Linked DNA regions of Sus scrofa: region 1 is linked to region 2. The links are chromatin contacts, called in public Hi-C maps. All regions are on one chromosome and are shown on one strand. Each heading gives the region's core, a stretch centred on a gene start, on an enhancer-like site or on the middle of the called end of the contact. The rest is flanking DNA. Distances are from core to core; before and after follow the strand shown.

Region 1 (7,047 bases), core at 116-2,615, 850 kb after region 2:
AAGAGCTCTGTGTGCTCATAACCCAACCTGCATTATCTTGATTCATAGCAAATTACCATTAAGATTAAAATGCAACTGATTTCCTCTCTGGCTCACTCCTTACAAAGATGCTGGAAGTTCACCTAAACAAAGGATTTGCAAATGTTAAATCTGGAAAGAACTTTAAATTCCCTTTCTCCAGCTCAGATTCTTCATTTACCTGATGAGAAAATGGAGTCCTAGAGAAAGGAGAGGGCTTACGACCCAGCATGTCACTTAATCTACCCTTCCTACCCCTAGTTGCAAAGGGAAGAGAGAAATTCCTTTCCCACCTACTTCTCAGAATCGCTGTAAGGATAAAATTAGATAAAGTACGCAACATTTTTGAGAATAGCAAAGTAAGAGTAAAGTAAAAATAGTAAGAGTGATGATTGTAAAGATATCATTTATTGAATATTTGGTATGAACTGGGCACTGTATTACATATATGATCTCACAAATCATCATAACCCTACCATAGACATGTATTTATTATCCCCAATTAAAAATGAAGGAACTGGGGAGTGCCCATGGTGGCTCAGCAGTAATGAACCCAAGTAATATCCATGAGGATGCAGGTTCAATCCCTGGCCCCGCTCTGTGGGTTGAGGATCCCATGTTGCCACGAGCGGTAGTGTAGATGGCAAACAGCTTGGCTCAGATACCATGTTGCTATGTGGCTGTGGCCTAGACTGGCAGCTGCATCTCCCATTTAATGTCTAGCCTGGGAACTTCCATATGCCCTGGATGTGGCCCGAAAAAAAGTGTGGGGGAGGGGACAGAAACTGAGGCTTGGAGATTTGCCCTAGGTCAGAAGCTACCTAGTAGCAGAACTAAGAGTGAACCTTAGGGAATCCAACATTAAACAAAAGCTCTTTGGCTTTACTTACAGCCCAAGGATTCACACTGGAATCCATACTGGACCATAATTGTCTTATTCTCAGGGTTTTCCCATTGTTATAAATTAGTTTCATAAAGTTCTTTTGGAAGCAGAGAAAATGGAAACTGCCTATCCCTTTCTAGGCTTAATTTGATGTATTATTTACCTTGAACACTGGAGTTTTCATTAAGAATGAAAAATAGACAAGTTTCTGACATTGCTATAGATGTTTTCAGTCCAGTGCTATGGTTTTCTATTTGCTGTATATTTTGCCAATTGAGCCTCTAGGTGTCCAGTGCTATCACTCTAAATAAACCTCTCCTCATTCTGTTCTGCTTCCTTGCTGCAAGAAGCATGAAGCTGTAAACTGCCTATCAGGAATTTAGAGAAGAACCCAATGATCATGGCAATGGAATCTGTATGTGTGCTGGCTGCGCCTGTGCCAGATGATGTTAAAAGGCTGCCACCTTCTGTTTAGCCCAAGTGTTGCTGAGGCAACTTTCCCACAGCTTCCCTAAGAGTCCTCTAAGCTGATTTACACTGATTCCGAATTGCACTTCTGCAATATATAACATGACAAGTTAAACGCAAAGCCTGCCAAAAAATCTTGATAGGCTCAGCTTTCGTGCTACGGCACTTGAAAAGACCATTACGACTGCCATCCCCCTAAAGTGTGCTCAATATTTTTTGACAGTGAATTATCTAAGCAGCAGTTTATCTCAGCATTCATGGAATGGGGGTGGGGGTTTTACCCTTTAAAGATTCAAAAGAAGGAAGATAAAGGGGGTGGGGTAGGGATATTTTCCATTGTTCAAGTGGTAATGGATTACTCCAAGGGTTTCCAGATGTTGCAAGGGCTCTAGTTTTATACTCAGGTGCGTTTTCTGCTGAGACTTACAAGAAATGAAACACATTATGGGCAGGATCCTAGACTGTAAGCAAAGGAATAACACCAGCATCTGAATTTTTCTCTGAGAGGTTATATGAAAGAGATACCTTGTGCCTGACCCCAGTAAGCTGAGCCTCCAGCAGCTGGCTTATCAAGGACAATCACCTCTTGCTTTATCAGCACTAAGCTATTGTTTTCTTCAGGACACGAACCCTACAGCAATCACTGACACCATATAGTGTGTTCCATCTGGAGCTCTGCCAGCCTGAAATCCCGCCCCTAACTTCTCCCCACAAAGTGAGGGTGGGGCTCCATTTTATTTCAGTAACACAGCCCAGCAAAATTAGCTTTGCCCAGGGTCACTTTAATAACTAGCACATGAGCACCTCCATCCATGTGTATACGCTTAGATCTGGGTGAGTTGGGTCTCTTTACATGGTTAAAATACTAGGGATTGTTTACAAAAGCTGGAAAAGTCAGGGATGGAAAATAGTTCTAGAGGCCAGAACTATCCAGTTAAGTGCTTACTGACCAGATTTTTATTGACTAAGAAACATATGCCTAATAAATCTATGACTACACTCACATCTTCTCAGTCTAAAATTATCTATGTATTTATGCATCTTTCTAGTTTTATGTCTCTTGCTACAGGACATAAAAGAAACAAACAGATAATTATATTTCTTCCTGAAACCTTATAGAAAAAAAAAATTGCTCACTCTCCCAATTTCCTTCTAATACAGATATTTTTAATGTCATTATTTCTTTTATCTCACTTATGCATCATTTTTCTAGAAATGCTTCTCTGTATATTAGGCATCTTACATATGCTAGATATTTAACATTAGTAGGAGACAATCTCACTGATCTTGGATTTTGCAGATTCCCAAACTAATTAATAACTTAATTGCAAATATTTTCCAATGTAAATGCAGTAAAACAAGATTTTCATAGGGGGAGGGGAGATCCTATGTTCAAGAACAATGAAGCTAAGTGCAAGGATGCTTTGTAATCCTATAGTCGACATTCATACAGAGACTAATCTCCCTACAGCCTTGATTGAAACCATGTCAGCAGAATCCCTGCTAGAGGGACTTGGATGGTAGAGTCCTTGTACTTTTCAAGAGTTAATGCCCAGGGGTCAGGCACTTCTCCTGGGCCACAACTTAGGAAATCTCAGGTGGACCTAAGGCCACAACAATTCAGGAGAATACTATTTTCCCACCTTCTTTTTTAAATCCATGACTCTTATACCTTTTAGTAAAATATTTGCATCTTCAGTTTCTTCAGGTTGAGCAAATACAAGCACTATTTCCTGGTGCTCTGATTTTATTCAAAGACTTTAACAGTAATCTGTCTTCTCTTGATAATACAGCTTTGATCATTCCCACTCAATTTTACTGACTAGACCAGAAAGAAAATCATACAGTACCTGTGCCCAGAATCACACAGCCTGCAACTCCAGTACCATCTTAGCAATCTTGCCCAGTATCTAAACTATATGCCTGAAAAGAGCTAGGAAGACACATTATTCATCAGATTCCAACACAGGAAGGAACTCTCAGAAAAATCAGATCAAGAGAGACAATATGTTTCAAAGCTGAATTGGCAGAAGATCTTGATCCAGTGCCATCATTACAGATGAAGCAACTGAAGTACACAGAATGGCCATCCAACATGGTGGCTGAGCTAGTTTAGTGACAAATATACATAGAACCAAGTCAACTCAGTGGTACTCCTCATCTTTTTCACCTTGACATCAGTTCTCAGATATTAGTGTCAATAAAAAAATTCAGAGATCTTCTATGACATGAATATTTTATAGAGTAAGAATCAAAGTTTTCAACAAACAAAGGACTTCAAAACTGAAAGTGATAAGAAGCTCATCTCTGGAGGGTAACGGTAAGGTTTACCAGCCTCAAACAGGAGATTCAAAGAGCTGAATTCTCATTGATTAGGGTCAAGTGGGTTACTTGGGTGTTGCTGATTGGCTAGAAGGTGCTGAGTTAGGCCAAGAAGGAAATAAAGCTGGAGGTTCTTCAGTCTATGTGGGTATATCAGCAACTGGATCCTTACTGGACGTGAGCTATTTCCTCATAGTCAAAGGTGCATTTCAGCCTCCATTCTGATTTTTATTTCACGGTCAGGTGAATGAAAATCATCTAGGGAATATGGTGACAAGGCAGACACAGGCTTGGGCTAAGAGCATCAGAGGCATTTGGTCTTATCATTGCAGGACCAAATGCATGGTGACAAGCCAGGTCTACTGCGAGTCCCTGGGTGGGGTTGACAAGTGAGACTCTCTGGCTTGGAGCCGGAAAAAAATTCGCAAGCAGCCAGAGTAAAATGAAAATGAGTTTATTGAGAGAGATACACACTCCATAGACAGAAGGTAAGAGTGGCTCCTGGCTGTAGGTGGTGGTTAGTCTTTATGGGCTGGATAGCTTGACATGCTAGTGAGTAGGAGGAACTGTTTTGGGGAAGGGGTGGAGATTTCCAGCAGTTAGGCTACTGCCCCCTTTTTCATCTTTTATGGTCAGCCTGGGACTGGCCGTGGCACTGGTGGGGTGTCATTTAGCAAACTAACTTATTACAACGAGTGTAATAAGTGTATAAGGAGGGTCAAGGTCTCCCGGAAGTGGAATCTTCTGCCATCTTGGGCCTGATTGGTCTAACCCGTTTTTCTTGCATCCTCAATGGCTGTGTCATTCCTTCAAAGGTTGTGCTCCACGCTTTTCCCTCCAGTCTCACTTTGAAATCAAACAAATCTGTATTTTTTAATGGCTTCTCTAGGTGATCAACATACAAGTGGTCTGAGCACTCTACTTTAAGAAAACTTCATTTTTTTCACGCTGAGAAAAGTTTGTGGAATCAAAACTGAGGAAATATTTAGATGTCTAAGCAAGGGATCACCAAGGTCAAACCAACTGATAGGCGTTATCCTGCTTCTGCCTACTCAGGTCAATTTCTGGATAAGAGAATCGTGAGGATCAGAAAAATGTCTAAGTGTCAGCTATGCTCCATGACTTCCACAATCTCCCACAGCTCCTTCCCAGTAAGACTAGATATGACCAAAGCTTTCCTTTCTCTCATTGGTCTCTTAACCTTAAAAGCTTCAGGAAAAATGATAAATATTTCCTTTCTACAAAAGGTTCTCATTTATAAACTGATCTAAGCAGTGTCATGAAATATCCTTAACAGAAACAAATTTGGGGTTTTCTCTTATCGGAGCCATAAAAGAGTGCAGATGTGGAAGGTAAGATAAATGGGATTAAATTACAGGAATGGACTAGATGGAGTTGAGATCTGAGATTTTGTGATTCCAGAGGCCCTGTGATTTTTCTGCTGCATTGGTATCTCTCCCACAGAGCACCATGCAAACCATGAACCAATTCATGCAAACCATCATGATTATCAGCCACTGGTGAGCCTTCTCCCACGAGAATGAACTCCCAAACATCAGGCAGTAAGCTACCTGCTTCTCTGTCCCTTTCGCCACCCCCAGTGAGCTGCAGGCACCAGCCCAGAGGAATAAAAGTGAAACTGAGGCATTCCTTTTTCTTTCTGGTATAGACAGGGAGCCACGGATAGCCTATGCATTCAAAGGGGGAGAAAAGGTAGCCTCGTCCTATTGGCTTAGGACAGTCACCATCACACAGGAGTTGCAATTAGTCCATGGCAGGCTTATTCAGGCCTTGGATTCTTTTCAGCAGTGAAAAAGGGAACACTCAAGGTCTATTGAATTGGAGCGTGGCATCTGCCGCACACCGAGGGGAGAGGTCGGGGGTCAGTGCTTGATTTTGATAAAGCGTGCCAGATTAATTGTCTTCGGTAATCCTGTTTGTCATGGTAGATATGCAGAGGCGTCTTTGTGGCACAGGCTGACATATGGGCCGGCCTGCTGCTTGCCTATTCAGACCCCCACCCCCCCACCCCCCAGCACATGCTCTCCACAGTTGGACTGGCTCCCAGGGCCTTTCTGCCAGGGGAGTGGGGCCTCCTGCTTGTATTCAGCCAACCCCCATCTCCACAAACAGGCTTCCTAATCTTCAGGCCTGCCTGGGCTATTGAAAGAGCCTGCATTATTCAAAGAGGCCCAAAGAGAGAAAGGGAGAGAGAAGAGGGGGGCTGGTGAGGAGAGAAAGAAGGGGAGGAGGGAGAATGGAGGACTCCTAGCACCAGAGATGGGAGTGAAAGACTCTCCAGACTGGGGAAGGGGTGGGGTGGGTGGGGGGGAAATATAATTACAAAAAATAGCAGCCATGTACTTCAGGCAGAGCACTTCAGGAGGCTGATTATAGCTCCTCTCCAAATCTGAATCTATCACCAAATTATACCCTGCCTCTTTTGTAAAATAAATGTTAATAAGAGGTAATTTGGGCCCTGCTGATTGTTAAGCTCAATGGAGATAGAACTTTTTTTTTTTTTTTTTTGCTGTGTGTGTGTGTTTATTGTAATATCTGGAGGACTTTTTTCTCTTCCAACCAGAGTTTATATTCAACCCCAAAAGATGAAACACATGTTCCATGGCCTGACACAAGTGCCAGGAAATCGAGAGGGTTTGGGTTATATGATAAAGGGTGAAGGTACAGACTGGCACTCGGCCCTTACTCCACTGAAGGGAGCATTGGGTGTACTCTCAAGAGAACATTCCCTGGATCTGAGAAGAGAGTGGGGCAAGGAGGGGAGAAGGAGGGCCGCTCTGCCTGCCTGGTGGGGAGAGGAGGGCCCTTGCTCTAAATAGCTTTGCCTTTCTTTGGTTTAAAAGGAGGATTTTTTTTTTTTAATTTTTCATTTACATAATCATTATTTTGAGTTGCTGACAGTTCTTTTGGGGGCTTTTATATGTAAAAGCACAAAAAATAGAGACAATCCTGTGACAGATCTTTTGAAAATGTTCCCGTGATGTGTATTTACGAACAGATCCAGAAATGCAGCAATTAGAAACAACGCATAATCATCCACGCTCCAGACAAAAGCATAGAGATATTAAATTATAAATCCTTGATCATAATCGCCCTGAAGCAGTCCTTCCTGTGTTTTTGCTATTCTGTTCTTCTCATTCACAGGGCAGAGATGAGGGGCAATATAAACAATAGTGCCTCTGACCAGAGACTTCGTGGTCTCTAGTTAGGATTTCGTACTTAAGTGCTCTGAATACTACCTTTTTTTTGGGGGGGGAGCATAGTGATAATTTGACAGTATCATTATCTGTCATTGATCTCAAGGGGGACATAACCGATTTTTAAAATTTAAGAAA
Region 2 (6,538 bases), core at 2,023-4,522:
GGAGCGTGGACTCCAGAGGAGTGGAGAGGAAATCTGAAATTCAAGAGTTGTTTGTAAGGAAAGAAGCCATAAAACTTGGGAGTTCATAGAGGATGGTGGCCAGGAGAGAGTGCAGAAGTGACTGCTGGGTTTCTTCCTTAGATATCTTTCGAATATCCAAATTGGGAGAAGGTTGGCTTCGACTGGAAAAAATATAGATGTAATACTAGACAATGGGCGCTCCACGATGGCAGGGACCTTGCCCATGTTTGCTCCTGGATCCCCAGTGTCTAGGACAGTCCCTGACACATGCTTGCAACCGGAGACTGATACGTGCGTCTTGAATGAATGGATGGTTACTTACCTTGATATCTAGGGTTGAGTAAGGCAAGTTGGAGACAATTCTCACCCCTTGTTTACTGATTCTCAGGTTCTGGTTAGCTGGCACGATCACATTTTCTAAAGAAGCATACCTCTCACATCCTGGACAGGCTATTCCAAATAGGCAACTCATTTAATTCCCAGATGAGTGATGGTATCTACAAGGCCTGAAGGCCATGTCTCTCTTAGGTGCCTTAATGTAACTAGCAGAACATACCTGGCAGTGCAGCACCTCTGCAGAGAGGTGCTCCAGAAAGCGGTTGTTTGTTCTTGCCCTGCTGAGAAGCAGCACTATCCGTGTGGCTTAAGGGCTCTAGCTGCAGCCGTGAGTAGCGCTAGAAAAATAGCACTACCATTTGCCAGCGTGAGATGCCAAACTGCAAATAAGAGGCATGTTAATTCAATGAAGCAGAAACATTTTGCTTGGTTTTAATGCTTACTTGCGGGAGAACTTTATTGTGTTTGTGTGCCTTTAAATAAGAAATTGCGTATTTTGAAAATCATGAAAACCGTCTCGTCTCTTCTCCCTACAAAGGGGCAAGCTCTTCCCACTTGGGTGAATATTGCCTGCGCCACTCGCCGAAGAAAGGGAGCGGTCTTGGCAAGCATCTTATTAGTCTAAAAATAAATTATTCAGAATGCAGGTTCAGATACAGATTGCAGGGCGAGATAATAGAATTGGTTTTCCAAGCCTGATCATGCTATGAAGACATGGTGTGTGCTTTTCAGGAATCCGCTTAAGTGGAATCAGCTTTGACTAATACAAACTAGAAATAATATTGCTGCCATCCAGCTAGTGTCTGTGGTACAGCATCCTCAAAATGTCTCCAAGCACCCATGATCTCTTTAGTCTATGTGCGTGTGCATATATGAAAGTCTGGATGCATTTCTTCAGAGATGCCTTTTACTCATTGTTCTTTTAAGGAAATTTCTTCCTGGCAGCACGAGAGGGGCATGTCTCACTTAAGATTTGTCTCCCTCCTACTCCCCCTTGCCTCGGCAACATAGTTGACCACATCAGCAGCCGACTCCAGTTGTCATGTGGCTTCTCATGTGATGCTGGGTCTGCAGCACTTTGGAGCAAAAGCCTTTGTGGCTCGGCACTCATGGACAGTAGCGTTCAGGGACAGAGGCGATTTTGGAGGGGGTGGGGAGGCCAATAACCCGAGAAACGTCAAAAATAAAAGTCGCATGAAGTACTCTGATCTATGTAATTTTTTTTTTTTTGAAATTTGATTTTAACTCTTGCTTTTTTTTTTTTTTTTTTTTATGGTTTGTGTCTGTTTTTTTTCCACCCCCGCAGGCGCCGAGCTGCGCTGTTTTTGTGTTTCTTTCTTTCTTTCCTTTTTTTTTTTTTTTTTTTTTTTTTAAATACCGAAGCAGACCGTCTTTCCTCACAGCTCCAGGGCTGCATCGCTGTGGGCGCGCCAAGCTTCCCCTGGTTACCTGAGCTGCTCCTGCTGCCTCCCAGCCCCAGCTTCGCCACGGTCACCTGAACCCGGCATTGCTGGTCTACGCAGTGCAGAAGAAGGACCTGCTGCTGGAGCTGTGGCCGGGGCCCCCTCACAGCCGGACAAGGGGACTTGGAAGACAGGGTGATGCTGCAGAAGACCCGGGGTGGGACGCATGGGAAGAACGCCAAGGACCGGGGCAGGGGAAGTTAGGAATACTTTCCATCCAGTGCCCACTGGTCCTCTGAAGGGCAAGGGCAGGCCACAGCCCCTTCCTTGCGCCCCCAGCTGGGGCTGCTCCCAGGGATCAGTCTTGATGAGATGTGGTGGCATTTTACCTGGGAGTGGAGCTGACGATGGATAAACCAGGTATCTGACGTGTCTGCCTGCCCGAGGAAGAGGCAGAGTTGGAGAAAGGCAGAGCGAGGGAGCGCCTGAGAAGAAAGAGGAGATGCAGAACGCCGTTTGATCATCTGCCGCTCGCCCTGCATTCTCATTCTAGGAGGATGGCATAATTTACAACCCAGTACATGGATGGAGGAACTGTAAATTGTAGTCTGGATGTCCCCGGTGCTGTCAAGGAAGAAACTGATGGGCTAGGTGACTGTACCAGTGTCCCCAGAGGAAAGAGCAGCCTTGCAGCATGGATTTAAATGCATGTGCATGCATGTAGAGACATGAAAAAAGAGATTTCTGACCATTTTACACAGGAAGTCTGTCACTTGGCTGGATTGGGCTTGATTGCAGCTTGTATTTTCAGCTTCAGCTCAACACCCATTTCCTGACTAGCCAGAGAGAATGGCCAAAGCAGCTGCATGCAGAATTTTCTTGTTAATGTGCAAGCAACCCTCCTCAGCTTTAACTCCTTGAAGTTCTGAGTGCTCTGTGCTTCTCTAGGACTGATTGTAGGGTTTTGTTTTCTTCTTCTACAGATCCCTGTAAACACAGCTGTATTCAGTATGGTGAAAAATTCTGTCCTGTAAATAGAAATCTGATCAATTTAATCAAAATAAATGTATCCCAGATGACTTTGAGACCAGCTGGCTACCACAGGCTTCAGATGCTAAATGTTCAATGGAGACGAATGCAGTCTTATATTTACATGTTTTAGAATTCCCGGCTCAGCCTCTAAATTAAGAAAAGGAGTCCTTTGCTCAGGAAGAGATGGTCCTTACGAGCTTGCAGGTAGATGGCTAGATAGAGGTGCGGGATACCGTTGATGAAATTTGGGATTGCGGTGTTGCGTTTGGAGGGCGCGTGCCATGCGGCAAAAAAGAGTCACACTCAGTATAGAGGAAGCGCGGGATCTCCCTTGCTGTGGGGAGATGCACGTGCCCTGGGACAGCCTCTGGAGAGCTTGGGGAGGCGCTTGTTTGGGCTTTAGATGCATGAGCCGTGGCACCCCAAGCCCAGCTTGGTAAAGGAGTCAGCTCCAGTCTGGGGTAGAGGAGCTTTCCCAGTTGTCATGGGGAGCTTGTCTGGGATGCCTGTCTGGCCCTTCCACTGTTTGTTACTATTTCTACAAAGGCAGCTCTGTGTGTTGGATTATGTTTGGCCAGCTGTTGACGCATTCCTGCGGGTGGGGTTGGGTGGGGATCTTATTACTGTACTGTCCAAACTGTAGATCTGTGTGCACGCACGGGGAGCAGGGAGGGAATGGAAAGAAAGCAGGTTGGAGCTGCTGATCCCTCTTAGCGCTCCCTCCAGATAGTACTAGAGCCAATCCAGAAAGGCTCAAAGTGGGAAGAAGGAGAAGAGAGGACGATGGGGGGAGGGGAGCAGTGAGGGAAAGAGAGTGAAACTGAGCAAGCACATAAGTGAGAAAAACAGACTCAGAACTTCAAAGCTGCAGAGACAAGCAGAATGTCAGCAGCTTGTAATTAGTGGTTCATGGTTGCGTCAGTAACTGTATCTCTCCAAGAATAACTATGTGATGTGTGCCACAAAGTGCAGAAGACAGTCATAACCGAGTTATCAAACCCGGTTCAAACAAGGGCAAATGAATTAGGGAATCTTCTATGTTTGTAAATCAAATACTGATGGATTACACATTTGAGATTTGCTGAATTCTGCATAATTGAAGGCTGAATTATTTATTCATTGGGGAGGTGGGGATACTGTGTATTCATTAAATGAAACTGTGGACCCTTAAAAATGCAGATTAATTGTGTAAGAAAATATTAGCACTTTGCCCCATCAGTGCAAGATATTCCCCCAAATAGCCCAAAACAGCACTGCTCGTCTCCCTTATCTCTGCATCCTCAGGAAGTGTTTGTTTACGTGTTTTTGTGCATTAACATGGAGAGGAGTTAAAAGCTATATTCTGATAAATTGGGTCAATTGAATTTGAAAATGCCCATTTTAGAATTTGAAAACTCCTGTGGGGTTCTGCTTTTTGTTGCTAGCCCTGGTATAAACCTTGAAGGAGCCTTGGTTGTCCTGAAGCCAAACAGCAGTGCCTGAATAACCCCAGGCCAAGTTGGGGCACCACCGTGGTTGAGATTCTAAGGCCACGTTTTCACTTCCCTCCCTTGTCTCTGGTTCTTAGCGATTGCGGTGCGCCCACAGCCCCCACAGAGACACGGTGGGAGGAGCTGATTGGTTGGTAGGCTTAGGATGTTTACTCTTATTTGTTTTCAGCGCTCCTCCACGGCATTCATTGCCTATTTGTATTTGTGTTCACACTGCACAATTACTCCACACCCGCTTTGTTTCTCTGCCCGAAGAGAAGTCAATTTCAGTTCAGCCCCGCTCTCTCTCGGCTTCCTGGGTAATACGCGCATATGTATTACGTTACCCGTGTATGCATTTCCCTTTTTAATGTGGATTAGGGAGACGCGCAGGCAGGGGAAAGCCCTGTATATTAAATCAATAGCTTTTTGAATCCCACGTAATATAATTTAAATATACTTACTCTGAGGTTGCCAAAGCTGACATTGTCGGAGCCCGTTTAATTTACATCTTCGATTTAGTCAAGGAGCGGAACCTGCCAGATCAGAATAGCTCATTCTGTGCACCCAACAGGGTGGAAGACATTATTTTGTTTGTGTTCGTTCAAACAGCTGGTCATTAATGCAGTCCCCATTTCGGGACTGAAGTGCTGGTGGACGTGAATGGCTGCCTGATTAATGCTGCCCCTCCGTGGGTCCTTCACCCAGCAGTCATGCCCGAAGCAGAATAATGTAGCATGATGTGATTGCTCTCTAACAGGGTAGTATGTCATTGTGTCACCAAGCAATTGAGGTTATTATGGGGCAGGGCAGACAGACGGGACAGTGGGGTTACTAGACCGTAGCATTTTTAGAAATACAGGCCTGACCTACTTAGAGTTATTCTCTCTGGCTGGCAGCTGCATGGTACATAAAGTCTTCCTGATAGGCTGAGGCTGTTGCTAGGGGGAATTAGCATGAATTTTTCCACACACAGACTCAGTGACTGAATGATAAAAGCTGACTGGAATTAAGGAGATTTGGTTTAGTATTATACAGATTTATCTGCCCTGGTTTTTTCTTTCTCAAGTGCAGAGGAAGGGTGCAAAATACAGATTTTTGCTTCCATTATTCTTCGTTGACCCTCCTGTTCTCCCCACCCGAAGAGGCACCAGAGCAGGGCAGTTATGAAATTTTGGTTAATGGCTTAGGGTTGGGGTCATGGAAACGATGTTGCAAATCACAAGATATTTCAGTTTATAAAGACTGCTGCTAAGGACTAACAGAAGGTTGGGTTATTTTTCCTCTCCTCTGCACTAAGCTGTTTTGAAGTTGGGCATGCATCTTTCATGCACTGTGTATTTAAACTCTCTTTCCCTTTTGGGCTGGAACAAAACATTTATATAAATTCTTTTCTATCCAAACAGATTGAAGCTTGCAATCTCTGGTTTGTTTAAAATAAGATAGTAAGGATTCCAGATTTGGACAGGGGGGAAAAATATATATGTATGTATGTATGCACTTATATATAGCCCTTTTTTATTACAAAATATTTTTTTCCTGGGCTATTTTGGGTTTGGCTTATTTTTCAAAAGCCAGCCTGTTGTTTATACTCATGGATAAAACCTAACTGCTCCCACCCTACCCTCTTTGCTTCACAATGTACAGAAAGACATAGGTTTTTCTCCAGAAGAAAGAATATCTGCTGAATTTATCTGGATATTGTTTTTCCTCAACGCTGACATATATACTGTGTGGAGAGACTTCACATAATCAGTTTTATAAGATGACCTGTGTTGTTTTCTCCTCCTGTCCTTTCCAAGTGTCTCTGTGTTTGTGATTTTTAAAAGATCTTTTCCAGAGGCAGATTCTTGATAGCTCTATTAAAGTAAATTCAGAGTCCACCAGGAGAAACATAAAGGAATATAGAGTCAAGAACACTTAGATTCTTCTTGTTCCTCATAGTAGACTATCTGTGCTTAAACCACAGTGTCCCTCTGTTACCTTATCTGTCCCTCTGCTGAAAGGAAGCATTGTCCTGCCTTTTTGATTGGAAATTAATTTTTGTGAGAACATGCTGTGATGTCACAAGTACTCACAAGGCTTGGCTGCATTAGGGAGGAGAATAATGTGGATTCTTGTGAACTTGTAACATTGGATTCCTTGGCCCCATGGAAGATAAGTAACTGTAGATGTGGATTTTTCTTTTCCTTTAGGATTTTAAAAGTATTTAGGACTATTTAGCTATAAATGTTTTCAAACAGTGGTTTCCACTTTTACCAGAGACCACAGTCAAAA

Evidence for each region. Hi-C and Micro-C count contacts between places; a contact is called where the count stands out from the background.
Region 1: a contact with region 2 is called in a Hi-C map of heart right ventricle, with 2.2 times the contacts expected there. The contact joins two enhancer-like sites. A contact is called at or near these places in 3 of 47 Hi-C or Micro-C datasets (embryonic fibroblasts, fetal heart ventricle and heart right ventricle).

Annotation. Positions count from the first base shown.
Region 1 is chr7:18,202,671-18,209,717 of Sscrofa11.1, forward strand. All of the region lies in intron 4 of LOC106504342 (a long non-coding RNA gene), which reads left to right. Among named protein-coding and RNA genes, the nearest start is that of HDGFL1, 520 kb to the left of the region's middle. Within about 2 kb of position 1,366, at least 6 of the 83 cell types and tissues checked have an H3K27ac peak or open chromatin away from gene starts, as enhancers often do.
Region 2 is chr7:17,347,834-17,354,371 of Sscrofa11.1, forward strand. It overlaps LOC100512907 (a long non-coding RNA gene), which reads left to right. Exons shown (of 7, transcript XR_002346090.1): 7 at 1,664-6,538. Among named protein-coding and RNA genes, the nearest start is that of PRL, 110 kb to the right of the region's middle. Within about 2 kb of position 3,273, at least 46 of the 83 cell types and tissues checked have an H3K27ac peak or open chromatin away from gene starts, as enhancers often do.